Linked DNA regions of Sus scrofa: region 1 is linked to region 2. A link is a contact called in public HiChIP or PLAC-seq data. All regions are on one chromosome and are shown on one strand. The core of a region is the stretch at or near the end of the contact, and the rest is flanking DNA. Distances in the headings are between cores, read along the strand shown. Region 1 holds the start of CCDC63 (coiled-coil domain-containing protein 63). Region 2 overlaps TCTN1 (tectonic-1).

Region 1 (6,402 bases), core at 3,453-5,952, 150 kb after region 2:
CTTGTGAAGCTCACATACTAGAGGGGCTGACAGAGAGCTGACAAGTAAACAAGTAAATGAATGTATAATAGAGAATATAATGGCAATGAAAATAAAAACAAAGGCAAAGCAGAGAAGGGCTAGAGTGACTAGGGGAGGAGGGCAGGAGGTGTGTCGTATGAGTATTTCAGGCTCAAGGTGTTCTGGTTTATTCTGGGATACCTGGGTGGCCAGGTGAAATCCCTGGGAATTTGTTGCTGACACTGCCATCATTTCTAAGGAGTTTCCTGTCAGTAATTCTGTTTCCCCTCCAACCTATCCTCCACACTGTGGCTAATGTGCTTTTTCCAGATATGATCACATTACCCACTTATTTTCCAGAATGGCAAGGATGAGGAATAAAATTCTACCTGCAGCCCATGTGACCTGCCTTGTCCGGTCCCTTCTGCTTCCAGCCTTGACTCCAGTCATGCCCCATCCTTGGTGGGGCCCAGACAACCAGACTGCCTCACTCCTACCTGCCGGGAGTATTCTTCCTGCCTTGGTAACACCCATTCTTCATTTCAGCTCAAATGCCCCTTCCTCCAGGAAGCCTTCCATAACTAGGTCAGACCCCTAGTTATAAACTGCCACTGACTCCCGGGACTTTTCCTACTTAGTTACGTGCAATAAATCCAGCATGTAATGAATCCCATGCACATTTTTTTTTCCTTCTGTCTATATTGGAAAAATGAAATTCTTCTTTCCACCTTGACATACAGATACTGAATTCTTGGGGCTGGCCTCTGTCACCTGTACTTCTAACAAGTCTGTGGTGCACACAATGATCATAAGAACACCCATCCCCACCCCCATGGAATTCCAGGACTCTCCTTGTCCCGCTGGATACCTGCTAGTTTGTTGGGATGCGGAACCGTTTGCTGATTTCGAAATCAGAAAATAAAAGCTGTCTCCTTTCAAGAAAAATGTTCCCTGTTCCTGAGATGGGGGTTACCTGTCCTAATTCAGAGCGAAGTACTAAATTCCCCCTGAAAAGGCCCAGGATTCCAGTCCTGCCCAGGGCCTCCTCAGTTGGTGGTGCCCACTCACCTCCACCCCTATTTACCAGCTTCAGACCCTGCCCTGTTTCAGACGAGGCAAAGCCAGGCCTCTCTTTGCCCAGCCCCCGAAAAAAAGGTTGGAAAAGCAAATGAACCGTGGGGGTTAATGCCAGTGCCACCTTTGGCCTTTCAGGAGTACAAATTCTTCCTGAGGACTTTGGCTCTCTTCCTGGAGGCAAAGAGAGGCACGAATTCACCTCTGACTGCTCCCTGGGTGGTAAAGCAGGTCTTGTTTTCTCGTTTACCCAATCACTGAACATGATTAAACCTGAGCACGCCTCTACTTGGCACAGAAAACACTGACTTCTTTTTCTTCCTGCTTGTTTGCTACTAGGATGTTTTACAAATCATAGTAATCACTAACATTGATTGCCAATTTACTAGCTTCTTGAAACCCATTAACTTAATTAATTCTCACAAGGACCTTATGAGGCAAAACTGTCGTTACCCCCAACTCCCAGAAGAGGAAACTGAGACCTGGAGAACTGTGACCAAAACTACTGCATGTCCCCCAACATCCACTCTAAGGCTTTCCTCATCTAAAGTAAAAGTAAGCCCATTGTTAGCAGGGAATTTCCCAGCCCCCTTTGTGGGTAGGTGTAGAAATGTGACTGAATTACAGCTAAAGGATGTGAGGGTTCTGGAGCACTCTCCCCAAGAGAGGTAGACGTGTTCCTTTTGCTGTTGCTTCTTTGTCCCTTCTTTTACCTGCTATCTGGAACATAAATGCCACCATCTAGGGCCTGACTGAAAGTGTATTTGGCTGGGAGGACCTTGGGTCCCTTATACTACTGACCACCATAACCAGGCCTGGCCTGGACTTTTTCATCAAAGGGAAATGAAGTTTCTTCTTCGTTTTTTTTTTTTTTTTTTTTTTTTTTTTTTACAGCCACATCTGCAACATATGGAAGTTCCCAGACTAGGTGCCGCATCGAAGCTGCAGTTTCTGGCCTACGCCACAGCAATAGCAATGCCAGATCTGAGCTGGATCTGTGACCTACCCCGCAGCTTGTGGCAATGCTGGACCCTTAATCCACTGAGCAAGGCCAGGGATCAAATCCACATCTTCACAGACACTGTGTCTGGTTGTTAACCTACTAAGCTACAATGGGAACTCCATCTTCTTTTTTATTGACACAGTGGCAGAGCTAGGATTTGAGCCTACATCTGTGTAACTCTTACCAACCTAACTGTAATTGTAGGGGTGCACCATACAACCTTGCAGGACAGATGCCACCTTGGTCCGGGGAATTGGGAGCCAAATCTCATGTCATGCTGGCATTTTCATGGACAACATCCTGCAATCCTCATGATGAATTTGTAGTTGGGTCTGCAACCCATTGTTGAGATGAGTAAGCTGAAGCTCAGAGAGGTTCACTGACTTGATGGAGGCTGCACAGCTAGTCAATTACAGAGTTGGGATCTGAATGCATTTGGATTTGCCCTTGATCCCACAGGCTTTCCACTGCTGTATGGTTATTCTCAGTGAGCCATCTGCTTTGGCTCTCTCCTGCCTCAGTCTTGGTTGCAGCCTGTGGTCCTGGCAGCAACCCAGGAGGCCCTCCCCAGAGTGCTGACGTTCATCCCTTTGCCCAGGCTGCAGCTGGCATCTGTATAGGGGTTGGTTGCTTAGCAACATGGATCCAGATTCTGCCCTGAGCCAAGGGAACCATTTCCTCAGTCTTGGCTGCAGGAAATTCAAGGAGAACAGCCCCAGGAGGATCTGAGGGAGGGTGGCATGGGGAAAGCAGGGACAACTATGTCCCTGGGAGGGCCTGGAGATGGGGACCCTCCTTTAGAGGAAGATTCAGCTTCAGGGACAGTGAAAGGGAACCAGGAGATCTGGGTCAATCATAATAAAATGATTTATTATTATGAGCACAGCTACATTTCTTGAGAACTACCTTGAGCCAGGAACTGTGCTAAGTGCTTTACAGTCCATGATCCTCCCCAGACTCCATGCATTAGGTTACTACTATTATGTCCTTTTTGCAAACGCATCCAGGACTCATCGGGGTTACCTGACTTGTCATGCAGCTAGAAAATGGGGAAGCTGGGATTTGAACTCAGGCCTCTCTGACCCCCCAGCTCAGAGCCCATTACAGCCCTTATTGGGCCTTTGATGGAGAAAATCTACCATAGGCTCCCAAGGCTCTGGGAAGGGTGCCCTACTCTCCCTGTCATTCTGCTTGCTCCAGGCATAATTCTTGCTTTATTTACTCAAACACTCTAACTTCTTTTCAGCCACAGGGCCTTTGCTCATGCTGTTCCTTCTGCCTAGGATGCTCTTCCATCTACTCCCTTTCCTTGGTTTACTCTTACTCATCCTTCCCAACTCCAATGAAACATCACTTTATTCATTTATCCATGACCCAAAGATAGTTGCTGAGCACTTCCCAATGCCAGGTAAACATTAGTAAATAAAATGTACATGACTCCAGCTTTCCTGGAGTTTACAAGCTAATGGAAGAGATAATAAATGAATAGACATGCCACAATTGCAAGGGAAGCATTCCCTGACTCCCCTGCCCTTTGGTAAGAATAATTAACTAATTAATTAAATTATTAATTATAAATTAACCATATGATTATGAGTGCTGGTCTCCCCTCCTAGGCTGTGAGGCCAAGGACTGTGAGGCTGTACCATGAAAGTTGGTATTATTATTATCCCCATTTCATAGATGAGGAAACTGAGGGACAGAGAGTTTGAGCAAATTGCCCAAGGTCACAGAGCTGGTAACAGGTGGAGCCAGGATTTGAACCTATGGCTCCAGGATCTATGTTTTCAATTGGTAGGTTATGAGATGATTAGGAAGAAAGAGAAAAGAAAGAAGTAAAGAAAGAAAGAAAGAGAAAGAAAGTAAAGAAAGAAAAAGAAAAAAGAAAGAGAAAGGAAGGAAGGAAGAGAGAAAGAAAGACCTCATCAGTGGTTGTGCCTATTTTGGCCAGCCAGGTCCCGCAGGAAGTTTCAGAGCCAGGCCCAGCCACAGCTGCCTTCACCTTCCCTGCTGCTGTGGGGCAGCCCAGGGTTGCACAATACACTGGGAAAATCCTTGCCACCCACCAGCTTGCTTTGGGCCATGGGGAGGAAGCAGGAGAAGACAGCTTTGAATGTGAGAGGGACTTTCTGGGATCAGCATTCCAAACTTCTTTGCTGGATAAACTGGGGTCTCAAGAGTTCCATCTCACAGCTCCTCAACCCAGCCCAGAGTTCCAAAAAGTGCTTGATAACTCTGCCCCAGTATTCTAGAGGACACATTCTCACAAGTCTGTGAGCCAATAACCTGGGTTTTCTGGGATCTTCTGTGTTCTCCTACTAAGAAAGGATTCTGGCCACAAAGACCCTGGGAACCGTTTTATGCAAGGCTGGGGCCAAGGAACAGAGCCAAGCCCTTTTTATACAAAGGATTTTTATATTGTCTTGTGTTACTGAGTTTGTATAATGTACCAAGCAGTGTGCTAAGAATTTCACGTGGATCTACACCTCCAACAGCATATAGCAAAAGTCTTGGCTCTGACATAATTTTGTTCCCTTTTTTACCAGCTGTGTGGCCTTGAGCAAGTTCCTTCATTTTTCTGAGCTTCCGTTTCCGTTTGACGTTAGCAAGATGGAGGTACTTGTCCAAAGTCACATGCTAGTAAGAAGGAAAGCCACATTTTTCCACCCACAAAACTTTCCTTAGTTCTTGATATCTGAAAACGTATTACTGTTTGTGGGCAGGAAGCGGGCAGAGCTGATTAAGACTCTACTGCTTTCAAGGAGATTACAATCTTCAGAAGGAATAGCAAATGCGATTTTTACCTGATAGATATCTTGAATCAGTTGGTAATGGCTGCCTGCCTGACCGCTGCATCCCGGCTCTGCGGAGAAAGGATGCCAGGATTGATTAGTAATGCCTGCTGAGGGATTCCAAGTGAGGAACTATTTGCTGTGCGTTTGGAACTCGAAACACCAAAGGTAGAGTTTAGAATGGTCTTTGAGGTGGCCAGACGGAGACTGCTAAGAATAAAGTGAGGGTCTGCATGGAACGCTGCAAGGGGAGGGGAAGAAGAGACAAAATTTGCATTTCAGGGAAAACTTTGGAGATGGGAGATTTTCTCTGAGGGGAAAGGGGTGGACTGTGGCTGCGAAGCCGTGTGTGGTGCAGCTCTCCAAACTGGAGGTCTCTGGGAAGACGGGACAGTACAGTCGACTAAAGAGTGCATAGGCTCTGGATGAAAAGAAACCTGAATGCAAGCCCTGACCCGTCATTTATTTAATGTGCAACTTGGGACCTATAGATTAACCTCTCTGAACCTCAGTGTCCTGTTCTGTAAAATGGGGGAGGGTTAATGGGTTGATTGCTTACTTTGCCATAGTGAACACTGACAACAATAGTACTTGCTGGTGGTGTTATCAGCGCTGCCCTTCTCTGGACTCCGGGGGGGTGACGCTCACTCCGCAGCAGGTGAAAGTGGCGCCCCTTGGTGCGCCAACACGAATGATTCCCTGAAGAAGCAGAAGCCCAGAGAGGTTGTTCCTCGCCTAAGTCACACAGCTGGCACATGGCAGACCTGGTATTTGAACTTTGGTTTGACTGCATAGTCCAGGCTTGTAACTACCAGGACCTCCTACCCACGACCAATTATTTGCCAATTTGGAAAACAGTTCAACATTCATGACGGTTGGGACTTTGGGAGAGGGCTTAAGCTGTGTAACTTACCCATGTGGATTTTTCTGCAGGGGTAGGGTAGCGAGTGAACTCATTTTCATGCCTGTGAAGACCCCGAGCACCGTGCCTGGTGTGCAGTGAAAGTAACTCAGAGCAGGAGGGTTGCTGGGAGGTTGAACCCCATTCTGAAACTGAGTGAGAAGGACAGCCCTAAAAAAAAAGAGGGTGGCAGTAGAATTTTCAAGGAAAGGGAAGCAGATGAGTCCTTGGGCTTGGGGCAAAGAGGTAAAGGGGCTGAGGAAACAGACTTGGGGGCTACTGGTGTGTCGATCTGCAGGGACATCTGTCAATCAGTTTGGGTCCCACAGGGGACAAGGGGGTAGCTGATGAGCGTTGGTGAAGGGCTTGAAGCACAGCTGTGGGCAGGAGAAAGGGAACTAGCAGAAGGTGATGGCTTCTTTGACTGGCAGGAGCAGGGAGGAGTGTGGGGAAAGGCTGCTCTGGGATCTGGAGAGAGCAATAACCTTGAGACGGAGGCGGGCTGGAGGGAGAGGAATCCTGCTCCCCAGGGCCAGGCCGCTGGCATCCAGACAGCATGGGGGTGGGGTGGGTGAGGGAACCTCCTCCCTGCTAAAACTTTGGCGACTGAATAAACACGCGATCCCGATGGG
Region 2 (6,199 bases), core at 874-3,373:
ATTGCAGGATTGGAGCTGCGTCTGCAACCTACACCATAGCTCACGGTAACACTGAATCCTTAACCCACTGAGTAAGGCCGGGATCGAACCCACATCCTCATGGATAATGGTTGGGTTCATTAACCATTGAGTCACAATGGGAACTCCTTTTTTTTTTTTCTTTCTTTCTTTTTAGGGCTGCACATGTGGCATGTGGAAGTTGCTGGGCTAGGAACTGAATCAGAGCTGCAGCTGCTGGCCTACACCACAGCCACAGAAACACCAGATCCGAATTGCGTCTGTGACCTATGCCACAGCTTTCAGCAACGATGGATCCTTGACCCACTGAGCAAAGTCAGAGATTGAACCTGCATCCTCATGGTTACTAGTTGGATTCTTAACCTGTTGAGCCATAGCAGGAACTCCCACATTCAGTTTCTTGCTCAGGCTCACTCGGGTGGCAGTGAAGCAGGGATGCAACTCATGCAACTGCCTCCCATGGATCCTACTTCTCCTTCAGTTGCATCATGGAATCCGTGGATTAGCTCTCTTGGCAGTGGAAGGCAACAGGCATGGCTCTGCAGTCCTTAGCCAGCCTCACTGTGCAGAAGCCTGCTATGCCATGGATGGTAGCATGTGGCCTAATGAAGCAACACTTGCCACATGAAGGAATACATTCTGTTGAGAAGATGCTTAACCTTGCTCACACAGTAGGAACAGTGTAAATTAAAACCAACTGAGATATCATTTCCACCTAATGGATTGGCAAAGTGTAAGGATGTTAAGGCTGTGGAGAAATAGTCACTTGTCTATATAGCTGGTGGGACTAAAAATTGGATTAGCCTCTGTATTGATACCACTTTGGCAATAGGTATCAAAATTGCAAATGAATATGCCCTTTGACTTAGCTGTTCTAGAAGCTGGTCCTGCAGAAACTCTGGCCCACGTACAAAACAATAAACTACAGCATTGTGTATGATAGCAAAGCTGGAGACTGCTTACGTGTCCATTCATGGGGAACTGATTGAATAGATTATGGTGTGTCTATAATAGAATACTAATTATTCCTAAAAAAGGAGGAGGAAGCTCTTCATGTACTAAGGTAGGCTGAACTCTAAGATAAATTGTTCAGTGAAAAAAAAACAACAAAGGGCAGAATATATATTGTGTGTTTGTTTCCAAAAGGAGGCAGAAATACTAAAATTATATTTATATACACACCTTTATTTGCATAGGATATTTCCAGAAAGATACGAGAAAGTTCATGCTGATTGTCTCTGGGGAAGGGAACTGATAGTTGCTGGGGGCTGGGGACAGGGTTCAGAGGGAGACTTATCTCAGTATCTTTTTGTGCCTTTTGAATTTTGAGTCATGTGAATGTATCACATATTTGAAAAATAATTTCTTAAGCCCTATCTTAAGCAAGTTTTGCGTCATAACTTTGCGGTTTTACTTAGATTACAATTTTTCAGTTACCATTGGACAGTTGAAAATTTTTTTCCCTTTTTCCTTGGGAATGTTACGATTTCCAGCATTTCTGGTTAACCAAGCTGTTAAGTGTACCAGAAGGATAAATTTGGAACAGTGTGAAGAAATAGAAACCCTGAGCATGGCTTATTACAGCAGCCCTAAAATTTTGAAGGTAAGAATTATTTTGAAGTGAAACCGATTCATTAGATTTGTTTTCTGTTCTTTGTACCCTTTTAAAATATGACAACTAGAGAATCAGTTCAGTACATGATTGACACTCCAAATTTTTCTTCTCCAGTTCTTTAGAATACTGATACCAAAGATATTGAAATGATCACTTAAAATAATTTTTATTTTTATATAGTTAGCTCATATTTTGCTTTCATTTTTTTCTTTTTGCTTTCAGTCATTTTGATGGTAACCAATAATGTCTGTCTCATGAATTTAAAAAACCTTTATTAATAACCAAAAACTTTAGAATTATAAAAGCATTTTAATGACTATCACAGAAATGATCATATTAGCACCAAAAAGTTCTTTGTGGTTGGAAAATGAAATAAGCACCCAGGAAAGGACAGGAAATAGGTGTGCTGGAGAAGGGAACAAGGCCCCTTCTTCCTGCTTGCAGTGACTGAAGCCTGAACTGAATAGATGAGAGAGGAAGCTGACCCACTCAGTGAATGACGTGGAGGGTCACGGGGGAGAAGACATTTGACTGTGATTAAAGACCATATGATGATTGTGAAAGCCTCTCTCTCCTCCTGATTTCTTTCTTTTGCAGTAGGGAGTGTGGGAGTAGGGGGTCCATGGCACCTGTATTCATTGGAGCTTCAGTTTTCAGAATCAAGTTTAACCTTTTCCTCCCCCCGTCAGCCATCTATGCCTGTGAATTCTTCCAGCTGCTATGACTTCTCACAGTTGTCCTGGAAGCAATCCCTCAGGCGTGCAGGCATAGTTCTCTTTCAGCTCAGGGCCCCAGGCATGTCTACTCATCTCCCTTCCCAGAGCTCCCAGTGGCCTAATAGGATGTCTTGTGGTTGGAGGTGGGGACAGGAGTGAAGGGAAAGCGAGTCCTTCAGGATAAGAGCTCCAGCTGCACTGTGGAGCCAGGAGCTTGGCCTCGAGGCAGGAAGAGCAGTTAGGGGACCAGAGCTGGGCAGGCAGTGGTGTCCTTCTGGTGAGGACAGGCCCAGTGCAAGTGACCAGGAGGATGGGAGCCATGTCTCCATTACTGTGCTGTGATGACCATATGGAAAATACTGAATAATGACTGAAGTCCACTGAGGTATGGAGGCTTCCAGAGATGAGCCCTGCCAGACTGGTCTAGTGAGTTTCCAATCTGAAGGAAATGGATGTGGAAGGAGAATATAAAGTTACCTCTTTCATTGTGATGGAGATTACAAAAATATAGATAGATGGCAAGTCTTTATTAAGAACATTTCTGTTTTCCTCTTTGAGAAATCTTTAATATGGTGAATATGCCCTTTAACCCACACTCCAAAAAAGCAATAAAAATGTTTCTTTTTGTTGAACTTAACAAAATTTGTTGTTCTTTTTATCTAGGTGCCTGGTTCAGGAACAAAGGTAAGAGTACTTCTTAGTGGAATTGTCTTATTTTGGAGCCCTTTGAAATGAATACATTATGATTAGAAGGGTACATTTTTGCCAGTAACAAAAACATTTGCCAGAAAGCATGAAGAAATGAAATAGGGAAACACCTTATAGACCACCTTTTTATGATCACAAAAGGGTCATATTTTCAAATTCCCTTAGTTTTGTAGTCCACACTTGTTCATATTTAATGACCTAGCTGTCTTGAGTGACTGTGTGGTAGGTACTGTGTGATAGGTTCTGTGCTTTTAGGGAGTGCCTTGATATTGTCTCAGTTTCTTGTCAGGAGAGCTGGCTAGCTCCCAGCATGCTATGTGTCCATGTAGAAGATAGAAACATTTTGCCCAGTGAATGTACACACTCGTGTAGGAGGTGAGCACTCTCAGAGTAGCTTCCAGGGTTGGGTCACAGGTAGGTTCTATTCAAAGCCTTAACGCCCCAGCCCAGGGGCTCTCTAGGGCTGTGGTCAGGAAGCCACATCTCTTTGTGGATATGTCAGAAGGATGGTGGATCTTACCTCTTATTTTGGGGTTTGCGTCCTGTGCCTGCCTGTGAATACAGTCCCCAAGAAGGCCCAAGGCCATGCATGACCTTGTCCTTGTCTTCCAAAGCCTGAGGAGCCTCAGCCTTGGTTCCAAACTCTGCTTTGCCATTATTGGGTGACATGTACTTCAGTCTCCCCAGTTGCAGGTGGGGGTAGGTGTCTGCCCCAGAGGCTTGAGGTAAGGCTCCAGTGAGAGGACACACAGGTGGTGATTGGCGCGGCGTCGGTTACATGGTACTCTGCAGATAGCAGTCCCTGCTGTGATTGATTTCATCAAGTCTCTGGTCACAAACATGTTCGAGATAGCCATCTGGGAGGAAATAGTCTTGTGACTTTGGATTTCACACTACTGTGTGTGGGCCTGGATGTGCGAAAGTGCTGCCAAACTTATTTTTTAATTAATTACTTAATTTTGGCCACACCTATGGTAAGTGGTAGTTCCCAGGCCACAGACTGAACCCATACCATAGCTGTGATCCGAGTCACTGCAGTGACAATGCTGGATCCTTAACCTGCTACACCGAAAGAGAACTCCTGTCAAACTTATTTTAGTTACAGTACATCTTTAAGCAGAACCTTCCCTGGTGTGTAACATGGATCGAATCCAAAGCCCTAGTTGGAGCAGGGGTGGGGTCAGAAGCCCTCTACCTGCGCAGTCTCCCCATCTTCTGTTTGGTCCCTCTGGAGGAATCCTATGGCTCCTAGGGACCCAGTTTGAAAGCCATATAGTAGACCAGCTCTTAAATACCTCCAACCACTAAAAAAATGCTTTTATTCTACCATTCAAAGCTTGAACTGTCTGTGGGGGCAGCCTCCCTGTCCACCATGTGGCATCAGTACTAAGGTGGTTTCTAGTATGTTTTGGGCAATCAGTGGACAATTCAACGAATGAAGGTTTGGTTCAATCAAGTAGGGAAGACCTATTATGAGAAATAATGGGACATTACTGAGGGGCATGTATGTGCCAGGTTCTGTTCTAAGCACTACTCCAGTCCACGGTCCTCGAGTTGTTCCAGCCATCCTAGGAGATAGGTCCTTTTGTTGGCACTCTCTGGCACATGAGTGAGAGAGATGCATTAGCCTGCCCAAGGCTACACACCGGAGAGTGGCAGAGCTGGGGCAGCAAGCCAGGCTCTCTGGCCCCAGAGACCTTATTCTTAACTATGACACTGGACTGGCTCTACTGTGTGCCAAGCCCTGAGTTAGAAGTTTCACACATTCTCTCTTTGCATTTTGTGGCCACGTGTTCAGGACTTCTAACTCAGATCTGTGTGGCACCAGAGCTTGTGCTCATATCCGAGATGTGTTTAATTTTATTTTTATGCATCCGTGGCATATGGAAGTTCCCAGGCCAGGGGTTGAATCTGAGCACCTGGATCCTTTAACCCACTGCACTGAGCTGGGGATCAAACCCGTGCTGCCACAGAGACGACTCTGGATCTTAACCTGCTGTGCCATAGCAGAAACTCCGAAGTTAAAAAAAAATTTTTTTTAATGCAGCTTCCAAAGTGAGTTAGAGGATCAGGAATATAAAAATTGGATCCAACCATTAAATGAAGCCCGTTATGATTGCCTGGAATGGTTGTCAGTATCTACTGAACCATTAGAGAAAGGTCGTCATGGCCCTGTCGTTGCATTGTTAAGTGTGCTTTAGTTCTTTGCCTTTTGTAGCTTGTGAATGGGAGACATTGAATAGGACATTCAGGAAACCAGAACAGCCCTAGCATTTCCATTCCTCTGACTGTTCCATTTGATGTTGATAGACTAGTGCAGCCCTTGTCACTTAACCTCATCCGTCGGTCTTCACAAAGCTGGTTTAAACTGAACCCTTCTGTGTCTGCCAGCCACCCTCACTCACCATGAGAATGGCTCCTCAGCGGCTTGTGTGGGAGGTGTGCCACATCAGGACATGCTCAGTTAAAGGATCCCAGGGTTGTCTGATGACTTAAACTTACGAGATAATTAACTCAGTCGCATGGGACTCCCTGCGGAACTCTTAAACCCAGTGGTGCTGCTTGTTACGCAGAGGACATTGTGATGACAGGTGTTGCCCTTCTGTGACTCTGTCACATGACAGCCGTCTTTGCTTCCAAACCATGTCATGTTCTTTTCTATTAGAGGTTTTACTTACAAGGACAGTTGCAGGTCTTCTTGGTCATGGGAGCAGACACGTAAGAACTACTTGTTTATCTGTAAATGACAGTTGGAATACTTGGTAATTTTGATTATAAACAGCATGGTACATGGTTGAGGGCAAAGTTCAAAGCAATGTAAACAACTCGATACAAGTTAGATTCCTCCCTAAACAGTGGTTTCTAAGAGCAGACATTTAGAGCAAACGTCCAGTTTGTCTCACGATATGAAGCAGCCCAAGAATCTAAAGGTTTGAGCCATTTATAGGATTGCTTGGTGCCTTGTCACTCTGCCATGAGTGAAAAATGTCCTTTAATAGCATTGGTCTGACCAGGGCTTCCTCATTGTGCTTCAGCGATTTATCTGTCTCTGCTTTTCTTACCCATGTCCCACAGCCCTGTGTGTGTGTGTGTGTGTGTGTGTGTGTAAGAGTGCATGTAGAAGTTGTGTATAAATTGGGTC

What was found. HiChIP or PLAC-seq counts read pairs in DNA pulled down with a chosen protein or histone mark.
Region 1: an H3K27ac HiChIP or PLAC-seq map of alveolar macrophages shows a contact between it and region 2. The contact joins the promoter of CCDC63 here to the enhancer-like site in region 2. A contact is called at or near these places in 7 of 47 Hi-C or Micro-C datasets (alveolar macrophages, embryonic fibroblasts, fetal heart ventricle and 2 more) and 2 of 2 datasets of contacts at active chromatin or transcription factors (alveolar macrophages and skeletal muscle).

The regions. Positions count from the first base shown.
Region 1 is chr14:32,135,621-32,142,022 of Sscrofa11.1, forward strand. CCDC63 (coiled-coil domain-containing protein 63) reads left to right here and starts at 4,703. Exons shown (of 13, transcript XM_021072528.1): 1 at 4,703-5,037.
Region 2 is chr14:31,992,743-31,998,941 of Sscrofa11.1, forward strand. TCTN1 (tectonic-1) reads left to right here. Exons shown (of 15, transcript XM_021074349.1): 6 at 1,512-1,621; 7 at 3,013-3,033. Among named protein-coding and RNA genes, the nearest start is that of TCTN1, 42 kb to the left of the region's middle. Within about 2 kb of position 2,124, at least 3 of the 83 cell types and tissues checked have an H3K27ac peak or open chromatin away from gene starts, as enhancers often do. A contact at or near this core is called in alveolar macrophages, where this site is marked.